Regions from separate parts of the Gossypium raimondii genome. Here region 1 is linked to region 2. A link is a contact called in public Hi-C data. All regions are on one chromosome and are shown on one strand. Each heading gives the region's core, a stretch centred on a gene start, on an enhancer-like site or on the middle of the called end of the contact. The rest is flanking DNA. Distances are from core to core; before and after follow the strand shown. Region 1 holds the start of LOC105784051 (protein DETOXIFICATION 19). Region 2 holds the start of LOC105782856 (probable membrane-associated kinase regulator 1).

The links. Hi-C and Micro-C count contacts between places; a contact is called where the count stands out from the background.
Region 1: a Hi-C map of leaf shows a contact between it and region 2, with 2.3 times the contacts expected there. The contact joins the promoter of LOC105784051 here to the promoter of LOC105782856 in region 2. A contact is called at or near these places in 2 of 2 Hi-C or Micro-C datasets (both in leaf).

Annotation. Positions count from the first base shown.
Region 1 is chr13:46,787,548-46,794,518 of ASM2569854v1, reverse strand. LOC105784051 (protein DETOXIFICATION 19) reads right to left here and starts at 1,592. Exons shown (of 7, transcript XM_012609828.2): 1 at 1,111-1,592. The coding sequence starts at 1,395.
Region 2 is chr13:46,648,916-46,655,185 of ASM2569854v1, reverse strand. It overlaps LOC105782856 (probable membrane-associated kinase regulator 1), which reads left to right and starts at 4,808. Exons shown (of 1, transcript XM_012607906.2): 1 at 4,808-5,888. The coding sequence starts at 5,053. The coding sequence ends at 5,592. It also overlaps the pseudogene LOC105782854.

The DNA of each region.
Region 1 (6,971 bases), core at 343-2,842, 140 kb before region 2:
GTCCGACTTGACTTGGGCCAAGCTTGAATAAGTATTTTTGCATCTCGACCTTGTCCGAATTCAATTTAAATAGTAAAAAAATTTAAATTTAAATTTAAATTAAATTATAAAAATATATAAAATATCAATAAACATATATTTTTAATATTTTATTAATTTTTGAATAATTTAACGATTTTTTTGAGTGAACCGACCCAAAAACAGGTCTGGATAGCTTGTTCATTCAACTGATTAGAAGCATATTGGCAAGTCTAAGGCTCTTTATGGATAGCCTGGTCGAAGGATTACATGCTAAAAAATCCATATTTTTGCAAGTTTCACTGAGAAGAAATTCTAGCTAGAGCTGGAGGAAGATTCTAAAACTCGGAAGAAGCTGCATCTGTGTTGGCTAACTTGGACGTCAGTAACAATAAAATAACTATTTCTGCAATTTGGAATGAAATTGGAGAAAAGGAGAGGAAAGTCAGATGATTTGGTTTCCAGTTCATATACCAAAGCATTCCTTTCTAACTTGAACGGTTGTCCTTCCCACAAAAGATAAAGCCTTACTGGAAGGGGGATGAGCATTGAGGGCTATTGTTCGCTATGTCAAGGGAAATAGGAAACAAGAGATCGTCCTTTTGCAAATTGTATGTTTGTTAGTGTCTTACGACCTTAGGAGAAGCTGGGGGATGGAATCAGGAGATTCATTGACTTTGCACAAGACTTAAAGGCAAAGCTCTTGTTGTTTATATTTGAAGTTAGCATGGAATTCTTTCATTTACTTGGTCTGGCGAGAAAGAAATAGAAGACAGTTTCAAAGGTTTGAGTATTGGTGAGCAGGATATTGTAGGTTGAAGGCTTTCTTGGATAAATAAAAAACTCATCAAAAAAAAGAAAGAAGAAGCTATAATCAATGAGACCCAATCTTTTATTTTCTTCTATAACCCTTCCCAACAAATTTCTTCACCTAACAGTCAAGACAACAGTAATCACAAAGCTATAACCCAGTATACCAGTCTATAAATGTGAGGATACAATAAGCTTTTAAAGAGCTTTATTTTCCCCAAATAAGACGGAGTCATGACCTATGGTGTTATAAAGATGGGATGAGAGTAAATATAGAGTTACCATGAAAGCGTAGCCAGTGACATTGGCCCATGAATTGGCAAGCGTAGCACCAGCAAGGTCAAGCTCTCCAAGGTGACCAGCAAACATGACAGAAACCAAAGCAATGGCATAGTAAAAGACATTGGTAAGGATCATGGGCAGTGAAAATAAGATTTGTGTCTTCGCTTCTTCTACATCTAAAACATTCCTCAAACTCAAACACCTTGTTTCTGTACTTTGGTCTTGTCCTTGGGAAGCTTCACTCAAGAGAGCTGTAGTATCTAAGCTTGAGTTTGATGGCTCCATAACTCAGATATTCTTGGGATGAACTTTTTTCTTTTTGAAGGATTATTGGGATGTTCTTGTTCGTTATTATTGCTTACCAAATTGGCAAAGAAATTGGAATGACGGATGGGATTCTTTATTGTGGCAGTCTGGTAGATGGAATTTGATTGGTCGTACTCAATGCAAAAACAAATATATGGATGCAATTATACTGACTTTTTTTCGCATATGTTTTTATTTTGGATACCATTTGTTATTTAAATAGGAGGAAAGGAAGAGGGGAGATTAAATCATCCTTAATTAACTTATAGATTAGTGTTAAATCATTCCTATTGCTATTAAACTTATTTAACCCCTACAAAGTCTGTAATTTCATGAACTTAGGTTTCTGCTGTTGATATAAAAACATCTTCGAATGCAACCCATAGAACAAGTGTAAAATAACTAGAAATAATCAAAATAAAAACGATTTTTAATGACAATGACAAAAATATAAGTTTTTTCCGTACCAAAAATAAAAACTTGTAGGTTAAATGAGGAACTATGAAATTTGATCTTTGTTATGAAAGTTGAAATATAGAGATTTTATGGGGACTAACACTCAATTGGCAAGTAAAATAGACAGGCTGGAGGGTGGAGCCTCACTTCTCTTAAACGCTGTCAGGCTTTGATCGATGTGCCCCTGAAAGGAAGGAAATTTTACAGATTTATCTTTCAAGATATGATTGTGCCCCAGATTTTAAACGTGGTACACATGCTATATCATTAGTTGATTAAATTTGAAACATCAATAAATACATTAAAATTTAAACATTACTAAAAGTATGTAAAATTTATAAAAAATAAAAAAGTAAACTATACCATGGTCGGCCTTTTCTTTTGGAATTGGTCCAATTTTTTTTATTAATTACGAAAATGAATCATTTGCAAAATTATGTATAAAAATAACCTCACTATAGCAAAATAGACTTTTAGCGGCGTTTTTTTAGGCCTTTAGCGGTGCTTTTAAGCGCCATTAAAAGTATTAACGGTGCTTTCACAAGCGCCGCAAAAAGTACTGCTATAGACAACGCTGTTAAAAGCCTGTTTTGCTGTAGTGCCTATTTGCTACAGTAAATTTTGGTGTCGTCGTTGCCATTGACGGCACGACCCCTAATAAGTACTCAATCATTGACCATTTTAAAAATAATAATTTCCTTGGGTGTTGCCGCTGCCATTGGCGGTACTAGTAAAAATAAGTGTACATGTCATGCTAAAATACTCATATTCTGAGGGAAAAAGAAAAGGAAAATATTAATAGAAAGCATGTTAGATATTTTTTTGGTGTCGTTGTTCTCTTTGGTGACATCGGTGCTTTTTTTTAAAAATAATTTTTTAATGGGTGTCGCTGGCCTCTATGATGGCATCAGAGAAATTATAAAAAAGTTGTAATTCATTTTCTAAAACGAAGACTTAGATCTAGAGCAACAACAAAAAAAATTGAAACCTTAATGAGGACAAAGAAGGAAAAAATGATATATATATCTAGATAAAACAGAAGCTCCAATAGTGAGAAAAATGAGAAAGAAAATTGAAAAACTTTTGAGAAAAATAAAAATTATGGGGGAGATTGAAGAAAAGTTGAAATAATAAATAAAAGTTTTCCAATTTTCTTTCTCATCTTTCTCACTATTGGAGCTTCTCTTTTTAGCCAGGTATATATCATTTTCTCTTCTTCTTCTTTTTCCTCATACTTCTTCACTTACGATGAAGGTATCAATTTTTTTGCTGCACCAGATCCAGGTCTTCATTTTAGAGAATGGATAACAATTTTTTTTTAAATTTCCCTGATGCCGCTATAGAGGCCAGCGATACCTATTAAAAAAAGCAATTAAAAAAACACATTTGTGCAGTCAAAGAGAATGATGACACCTATTAAAAATACTATTTTTAATAAAAACACCAATGCCGCTAATGCAAACGGTGACACTTGTTAAAATATATATTTTTTTCTTTTTCCCTCATAATACGAGTATTTAGCATGACGTGTATTTTTACTGGTGCCACTAATGGCAACGGTGACACTCAAGGAAATTATTATTTTTTAAATTGACCAATGATTGGGTACTTATTAGGGGTGGTGCTGCCAATGGCAATGGCGACATCGAGGTTTACTGTAGCAAATGAGTTATTCTCGTACATGATTTTACAAGTGGGTCATTTTTATAATTAATACAAAATTTTGGGCCAATTAAAAAAAGCCCCTATGGTCACTCTAAAATAATGTTTGTCTTATTTTGGTCACTCGTATTTTTTTTATTAATTTAGTCACTCTAAATAAGATAATTATATGAATTAGTCATTACCGTTAAAATTTTCATATTCTTTTAACAAATTGCTGATGTGGCACATAAGTAAATTGAATGGTTGGTATGTGACATTTTTCATTGGCTTTTGACTAAAGTTTATAGACCTCTCTATAATTAGTCTAAAACTTTTCCCTTCTAAACTTCATAGAAAGGCATTAAACTTTAGTCAAAAGTAAAAAAAAAATGCAACATGTTAGTCACTCAATGGGCTAATATATCACGCCAGCAATCTGTTAAAAGAAAATAGAAATTTTTACGGCAGTGACTAATTTGTACAATTATTTTATTTAGAGTGACTAAATTGAGGAAAAAATAGAGTGAACAAAATAGAATAAACCTTATTTTAGAGTGACCATAAGTGTAGTTTACCTAAATAAAAAACATAAAATTGAATTTTTTATGTTTTTTATAAAATTTATAAAACATTAAAAATAAAAAATATTAATATTTTTTTATAAAATACTCAAAATTTTAAGTTTTAAATTTAAATTCGACTTCATAATTATATATTAGGAATTTGGAGCTATCTAAAACATAATTATCATCCAATGTTATAACCATTCTCTAAAAACCTTCAAGCATTCATCAAGGTTTAACTTAAAACATGATTAAGCAATTTCTAAATCTATTGCTTGGCTTGTCATTATCTACTATCCTACACCAATAATCTATCAACAATTTAAAAGGAAAAGTCACGTCACAAATGAGCTCACAGACAATGGAGGTTTGAGATGGAAGAATGGAAGCATTAATTCTCCTTCTTTTCTTCATGTTTCCTTAATCATTAATATTAGTATAATCTAATGGCTATCGTTTATCATCACACAATTTAATGGAAGTGAATGGATAGGATCATGTCAATCCACTAAATGATGTTTAATTAAGGTCTAATTGCATTCAAGGTCATGGCTAAGGACTAGTTTGGCAATGCTTTTGAAAAGTGCTGTGGAGAAGTTTGGTTTAAAATTTGAGTGTTTAGCATTGCTGTCAAAAAGTGCTTTTGAGAAATAAAATGTCCATTTTAGACATGTTATTATCAAGTAATAAATATGTATTTAAATAAAATTTAAATTAGTTAATATTATTATATTTTAGTAAGAATATAAAAAATTTATTATAACTTCTTGTTAATATTTTAATATATGAAATATAAATTTTAAATATTTTTAAGCAATAAATATTAATTATTTATAAAATTTAATTAGAATATATATTTTAAATATTTAAATAAAACCATTAAATATTTTTTTTATTTTTAATTAATGATTTTAACACATTTGTAATTAAGCAAGCACCAAGAAAAGAAAAAGAAAAATACTATGTTATTGGAGGGGTGAAAAAGTAATTAAACACCAAAAGTGCTTTTGGAAGAGGAAAAACTATTTAGCTTCTTCTTTTCAGAAGTGCTTTTGAAAAGTACTTCTGAAAAGTCAAAAATTTCAGCCAAAATCAATTTGTTTAGCACAACTCTTCTTCCAAAAGTGCTTTTTGGAGCCGGAAGTGCTTTTTTTTTAAGAACTACTAAAAAGGCCCTAAATAAATCAATAACGACTTGCTTAATTTCCAATCAATTTTCTCTATTTTAATCACTCCCCAATTTAATCATTGTTTAATAACTTATCTAGTTTAATCATTTACAAATTCAAATTTCTAGTCCTGTATTTGTCTCGTAGCCTTCTTGATTTAAAATTTTCGAATGGCTTAGTTTAATAAATTCAATCTCGAAATTGACTTTTACAATATTGATGAAAATCGGGTTGTTACACTCGACCTCTCTTTCTCTTTCGTCACTAACTTTGTTTGTCATCTCATCTCATCTAATTAGGATCTTGGTGTTGCCCGCTCTTGAGTATGAACACTATCCTTATTAGAATCTTAGAATTGTTTTTGTCTACATCATTAAGTAAACTCTAACCTTGTATTTATAATTTAAAATTTGAAATATAACTAATTAGAATTTAAAATTTACTTGAATGAAATTTTCAAAAAAAAAAATCTATTGTTAACTTGAAGGCAATTATTAAGAACAAGCTAAGTTCTGACAGAACTAATTGAGGAAAGTGACACTTCTTCAAGTTATGTTCTGGTAGAGTTGATTGAAGCAATTGATACTTCTTCAAGCACTACAAAACATAGAATAAAAACAGGGGATATAAAAATTGTTTACCCAATTTGGTTCCCTATGTTTGCAGAGTCTAGCTTAGTGATAAATATTCACTATCTTCAACACTTACAACAAGTGAGAGCCTCACTCTATCACACCTAGTGACAATTTTGGGACAGTCAAGTGTCATACATCTCACCAAAGATCAAATGCATCACAAAAGAAACAAAGCATATAGATATTCAACACCAATTTTTTTGGGAGGTGATCGTTCAAGGAAATGTTTATATTCTCACAATCGACACAAGGAACAACCCAATAGACATGATGACAAAGAGTCTTCTAATTTCCAAGTTTAGGCATTGCTTCAACTTGGTAAACATTCGACGGAGATCAAATTAGGCCCTTGATGGGGCTCGACAAAGGAGTTTCAGAAATACGAATCAAAGTGGAGATTTGTGGAGTGTGCCTTGCATTTTGGATGAAATAGAGCCGACATCGTGATGAGGAAAAGCCAATGTCCCAATGACACGACACACCATGTCCCGACGAGAAGAATCCATCGTCTCGATGACGTGATGCATGGTGTACCGACAAGCCAAACGCAACGTCACGATGTGACGACATGTTCCCCACTTAACCGACAAGCTAATCTTGTTTCCTACCAAACTCTGATTATTTTAGGGATGTTTTAGTCATACTTTCACACGAAATTCTACTTATAAATAGGTCTATTAGCAAACCTAGATAGTTTAGAATAACAACAAAATTTTGAGAGAGTTTGTGAGAATTTCGGGAGAACTTTGTAATTTCGGGTTCGGACTTATTTGTTTTCTCCATCTTATACTCCCAGTTTCGATTTTTGCTGATCTTGTTGAAGTTTTATTTGCCCATAATTTTTTATCCTCTTCGAAAGAATTTTTCCATGTAAATATTTATGTCAAATCTTCTCAATTTTTATTTCTGTGTACGTTGCATAATCAGATTGTACTCAACAATATTCCTTTTCCTTTCATCATTGAACTACTCAAAGTAGTGTTTTATCTCTGCAGGAGATTGAAAATGAAAAAAAAAAAAACACTTAAAGTAGTGTTTATCTGTGTAGGCTAATCTCTAGGTTAGCTTAACAATTAGGGCCATGAATT
Region 2 (6,270 bases), core at 3,559-6,058:
ATTTAGAATAGTTGTTATTCGAACAACTTTTGTTTGAGGATAATTATATCCAAAATAGTTATGTGCAGAACAATGCTTTAATTAGAACAATTGTCATCCAATATAGTTGTTATTTGAGAACAATTCCAGTTGAGAACAACTAAAGTTCATAACAATTCTTGTTTAGAATAATGGCGTTTCAGGAATAGATATGTTTAGAACGACCATTGTTTGGAACAATTGTGTTTTTCCAAAAGAGTCATTATTCAAAACAAGCTTTACCAAGAAAAGCATCACCACAAAACAACTTATTTGAAACAACCTCTACATTGAGAACAATTCACGTTTAGAATAAGTCAAAATAATCATTATTAAGGAACAACTCTTATCCAAGAACAACCATCGTCTGTCATTTCAAGAGATGTTCTGCGGAAGATATTTCATATGGTACCATTTCACCAAAGTAGAAGAAGTGGAAGTAACCCTAGAATATGGCAGGGTTCTTGGGTTATCTTCACTTTTAAAATGTTCTAGAAAGACTGGCTTGATGGATCAGATATAGAGGTAGTTAAGAGGTTCTTCTCTTAACATTTTCCTATAACACTGAGTGTTTTTCCCTTCTTTCAGAAACATGGTGAACTAATTTTCACTCTTCTTCATCATCATTAGCAACGAAACCTTTCTCCATTCTCTATTAACCCATTGTAACTAAAAATTAATTTCATTTCTCTCATTAATTACCAACTTTGCAACTCTTATTCTTGAAACACTATAAATAGGAATCTTCCACAACTGATTTAAAAACTTTTAAGACTTTTGGCATTTTTAGCAATTTGAACTCTCAAAGGATTCTCTCTAAAATTATCTCAACTTACTTCTTTGTTAAGCCTGATTGTTAGCAATATTTCTCTTTCTTCACCTTAGAGGCCACCACCTACCACCTTCTTCTAGTCATCCTCTCCGCCTTCTTTTAGTACATCTTATTCACTTGTTTACAATGCTTCCTCTCTTCATCAAAGAACCTCTACAATGATCAAAGTTTAAGTGATGTAATATGTCTTAAATTCAACCCATATCAAGTTAAAATGCTAAAGCCTTAAGCTTGAATCTGAAACCAATCTTGGTTACACACATGTTCAGATACTAGTATAGGATTCCTCCTCAAATACCTATATTCAACACACATGGAGTGCAAATGGCATAGAAATTAACTACTTTTTTTTATAGCTTCTTGTAGGAAATTCATTCTAGAAGCTGAAATGTAAGGCACATATGTGACAGAGAAAAGAGTAGTGATGACTATGAAACAACAATGTAATATGATTTGTTATAATTTCATTGGAAATCGAAATTAAAACTAATTACTTATAAGATATAGAGATAGCATATGACATGATTTAATATATTATCAAAACAAATTTTACTTCAAATTGTCAGGAATAATATGGCCCAAATGACTATCAAATATAGCAAATAAACCGAGCTCATCGTTATCAACTTGCTTGCAACAACAGTCTTTCTTCCATGGGAATGATTTGCTTTCCCCTTTACTAAATGATAGCGATGTGTTATTTTCTTGGATATCTTAATTTTCCCATTTCAAGATTCAATTTTGGTAATAACTTGACCACATTTTATGTACTTTTTTTTCCTGCTGTAAATTAATATAAGCAGATGATGTTTTGCTTTCCTCGTAAAGCCTCTCTCTCTCACTCAAGAAGCTAAAGCATTTAGCTTGGCTATAAATGGTGAGGATTGTAACAACCCAATATTTGGTTGGTGTCAAAAAATCCGAATTAAGGTTAAATTTTTAAATCGATGAATTAGTGAAATGAATATGAAGTTAGAAAGTAGAATCATTGTATAGCTTAATTAAATTGGTTGTTTAATAAAAAGTATAAGGACTAAATTATAAGTTAAGTATAATGAATTTTTTTATTGACGCATTGTACATATCCTTGATTAACAATTTACCATGTCCTTATAAATAAATATCCCATGGTTAAAGTTTAGTTAGCAGAGGAATTTGATCATTTCCATTCATCTCCACTAAATTTTATAATAGATAATGACCATTAGTTTTAGTTTAATTAAATACTAATATATATATATGTGTGTAAGTGAGTGGAAGGAGAGATAAAACTACAATCTTTTTCCCTTTATTGTTGTCGTCCAAGTTAAGGAAGAAAGGAGAAAAAATTGTTTTCATTTTCCAATTTCGGTTCCAAAATCAACAAGGTAATTATGTTTTTCTTCTTAAGCTTTTATGAATTCATGTTGTTTTAAGCATGATTTGATAGATCCAAGTGTTAGATTTTAAAATTATTAAGTGTATATCAAGTTGTCATTAAATGGGTTGGATGAAATTTGAAGCTTGAAAGTAATGGATTCATGAATGATGTTCAGTACATGTTAGGACTATATTAGAAAGTAACAGAACTAGTTGGATTAAGTTAGAAATTAATATAAGTTTTATAATTAATTTTGTGCCATTAAGCATGAATAGGTTGAAAGCTATTAGTAAATTTTGCTATAAAATGAAAGTACAAGGTCCTTAGTGGTTAAATTCAAAGTTGGATTTCAATTCAATAATGAATATTGAAAGATACGAGCATTTCGGATAATAAGGTTTTATAGCGGCTAAATTGAATAAATTCTTAACATGTTTTCACTTTGTATTCATATTTTAATTTATCGAACATAGCTAAAAATAAAGTCAAATCGTCGAGAGACAAAGGGAAGGCGAAAACCGTCAATGACTAACTATTTCAGTTTGTACTAATATAATTTGTTTTTCTTTCTTGAATTCAATTAAGTAACTAATCTTGTTAAAATACTAGTAACATACTATTACAAACTGTGTTAAATAATGGCTTAATTGGTAAGCTGACAGCTATGTTTAGGCTTATGGAATTCATTATGGTATTAATATAATTAGTTACTCAGTTATTATTATATTGAGAAGTACATGATATAATATATATATCGATATTGCAAAGTAAGAGATTGCGCTATTAAATGATGCTAGACATACTTAGGGTATAGTTGACATGCCATAGGATTTGTATATGTAACTGGTGAGAGCATTTTGACACTACGGTGCAATTCATTCTAACACTTTAATGCGTTACATTTTGTGGAGTGTTAGGGGGATTAGTGCCTTTATGTCTGATTAGCACTTCGGTTCTTATTGTGGGGTGTTAGGGGTTAAGTTTGCGTACCTATACTTGTGTTTGCATCCAATTAATAGGGGCTAAAAGAAAATTTTAAATATGTAATTCTGATTCTAGAAATGATGTTATATTCTGATTCATTGATAAAAATGTCATTTTGAATTTGATAGTCGAATATTATGTTGATTCTGTTTATGAAAGGTCATTCTAAGCATAATATGTTAATGATGCAAGCCTTGGTGATTGGTTGAGTGATTTTGGATTTTACTTATCTTTTGGTATATACATGGATTTGTCACTAATGTTTGCATATTTTGTCAAAATGGTCTTAATTGTATTTTTGAATTTTTTTGGGCCATCAATCTTGGTTCTTTTTTGTCAAAATTATACAAGTTAAGTATGTGTGTATTAGATTGGTAATTATATATATATACACCACATTTATGTTATGCTTGTAGACCTATTTCTAATCCAATTGATTTATTTTTTTTCAAATCAAATTTCCAATTTAATATTATCTAAATCCACTGAACTTATTTAAACCGACTCCTTTAATCGAAATTGACGGAGTTTTGGCTCTTGATGCTGCTATTATGTCTTTTATATTGTTTAAACTTGGGCTTTTCTACCTCAGAAATAGCCCATTAAATAAAAAAAACTCAGTAGCCCACACTCTTGTAAAATAATGGACCTACCATTGTAAGGGATTCAACAGAAGGATAAAATATTGAAAAAGATTTGAGAAATTAATGACTTGCTTGTGGGGTGGGGGCTCACTGCCTGTGGTCCCAAAGACATTATGAACTCAAATGGGCCCAAAACTTCATCCAAACTAGCTCCTTTGTCCAAAGTGTTTGATGACCCTTTGCTTCCAAAATAAATTTGAAAGTCGACCCCTAAAGTTTGCTTATACCAAGGTTTGCTTTGTTGATCTACTATCATACCCAAGGTCTTAGAGAGGAGCCTAAACAAAACAATAGGTTGGTACTTGGTACTTATATTAGCATTTATTTTAAGGCATTTAAGTAGTCAAATGTCTCTCCTATCTATGCTCCAAAAAGCTCTCTCTTTTTGCTTTACATGAAAGAGTATTTTTGGGAGATTGTGACAACTTATTGGAACAATGACGTTAAATTTTATCAAACTAAATATTGTAAGGTTTTGGGGCTAGAATGTTATGTTTCCTCGGAATATTATATATATATATATATATTATTTCAATTGATGATTATTTAGTTATTTTTATGACTTATATTTAATAAAGAAAAGAAATTTCACTTAATTTGAAGAGGTCTTATTTTTTATAAAAATATTTTACTCGTATTTTTAATTTCAAGTTTAAATTTATACTAATTATTATTTATTTTATGCCTAATTAATGTAATATGTATGTAATAAATAAACACTTTTCTCGTGCCATTACACTAATAACCAAATGACACATTAAAATTAACCAAGTACAATTTATAATTAAAATAGGGAATTCAAATTATTGATGGTGAGAGATGAATACACCTACCTACTTTGGAATGATTTAAGTCATGAAATTTGGGAATATCGCACACACTACCCAAGATTATTACAACACCAAGGTCTCCATGTGCATGGTTAAGCTTGAGTTGGCAAAATAACTTGATGATTTACACCACCAAAAACTCATCCCAATCACCCAACAAGGGGACCATATCTTTCCAAGCTGTCCCCTATAACCTCAAACACATGGTTCTCGCACATCCGATCATTTTAAACACGAAATAATCATATAAACATGTAAAAATCTATATAATACTGATTATAATTATCTCAACTTCCTTCCTTAATATAAATACTAGTACACAAGCTTACTTATATCAACATTCCAAACTCCCACACAAAAGATACAGTGTAATCAAAATCTCCCATGGAAAATCGGAGGAAAAGGTCAAGCTCTGGTGATCAAGATTCCGATTTCGAATTCGGGTGCTATACCCGCCCGGATTCACCCTCTTTAGATCCATATAAAACCTCACCAGCCGATCATCTTTTCTTCAATGGCCGACTCTTGCCACACGCCTTTCCTTTACAGCTTTCTCCAACAACACCAACAATGGGTTCAGCCGATAATGGTTCTCGACCTACAAGCCGAACAAGCAGCATCAACAGCAAGCATTCATTGATGTCTTCGAGAAGCAACAGTAGCAGCAGCAGAAGCAGTACTTGCAGCAGTGCAAGAACAAGCTCGAGTGACAGTTCGGAGAGGAGATTATTGTACCATAGCAGAATCCGAGGATGTGAAAACAAAGCAGGCAAGCTTGTAAGTGGTCAGTTGTATGGGGATCCCCACAGATGGCAGTATATAACAGCAGTGCCTGTTCTGAAACGTGAGGTTTCCAGGAGGAAACATGCTGAAGCTAAGAAACAAGGTGATCATCAACAAAATTGTGTTTCTAGAGGAAGATAAAGGGGTTGCCTGAGATTTTTCAGGTTATTTTTGTTGGCCTGTAGAGAATGTCATGCCTTGGAACCTTCCAGGAAACAAAGAAGTGGGGCAAGGAAATTTGACTGGTGTTGTTCGATAATTCATGATTAATTAATCCATGTAGATTATTCAACCTTTTTTTCCCTGAATATATTCTTGTTTGAGTTTGTGTTGATTTTGTCCTTTCAACGTCATTTGTTTGGAATTTTGGCACAAAATTTCTTGTAAACTGAAAATATAAAATCAGAAAAAAAAGAACATTCAAGATATTTATATCATTTCCATGATTTTGGTATTATTATATTATTGAATTTTCAATACAAATATGTGTTCGATTTAATTTTTCATATTTTTATAAAAATATTCAATATTTCATAAATATTTTGATTTGGTTTGTGAAAATTTCAATAGTATATATATAGTTAACAAAGGCCCATTTGGATCATGGCCTTGCTGAGCCTTGTTTTGCCCTTAATAGGTTGCCCGTTTAACGTTTATCTTATAAAACTCCTTCCAAACGGCGCGTTTTAAGTCCTCGCGAAATTAAAATTTTCCCGGAAAAAAATCAAATAAAAAAACCTCGAGAAAAACTCCATATTAACAAACAAAACTTTTACTTTTCTTATTCCTCGATTTTCTTTCAAAGCTCTGAAAAATCCA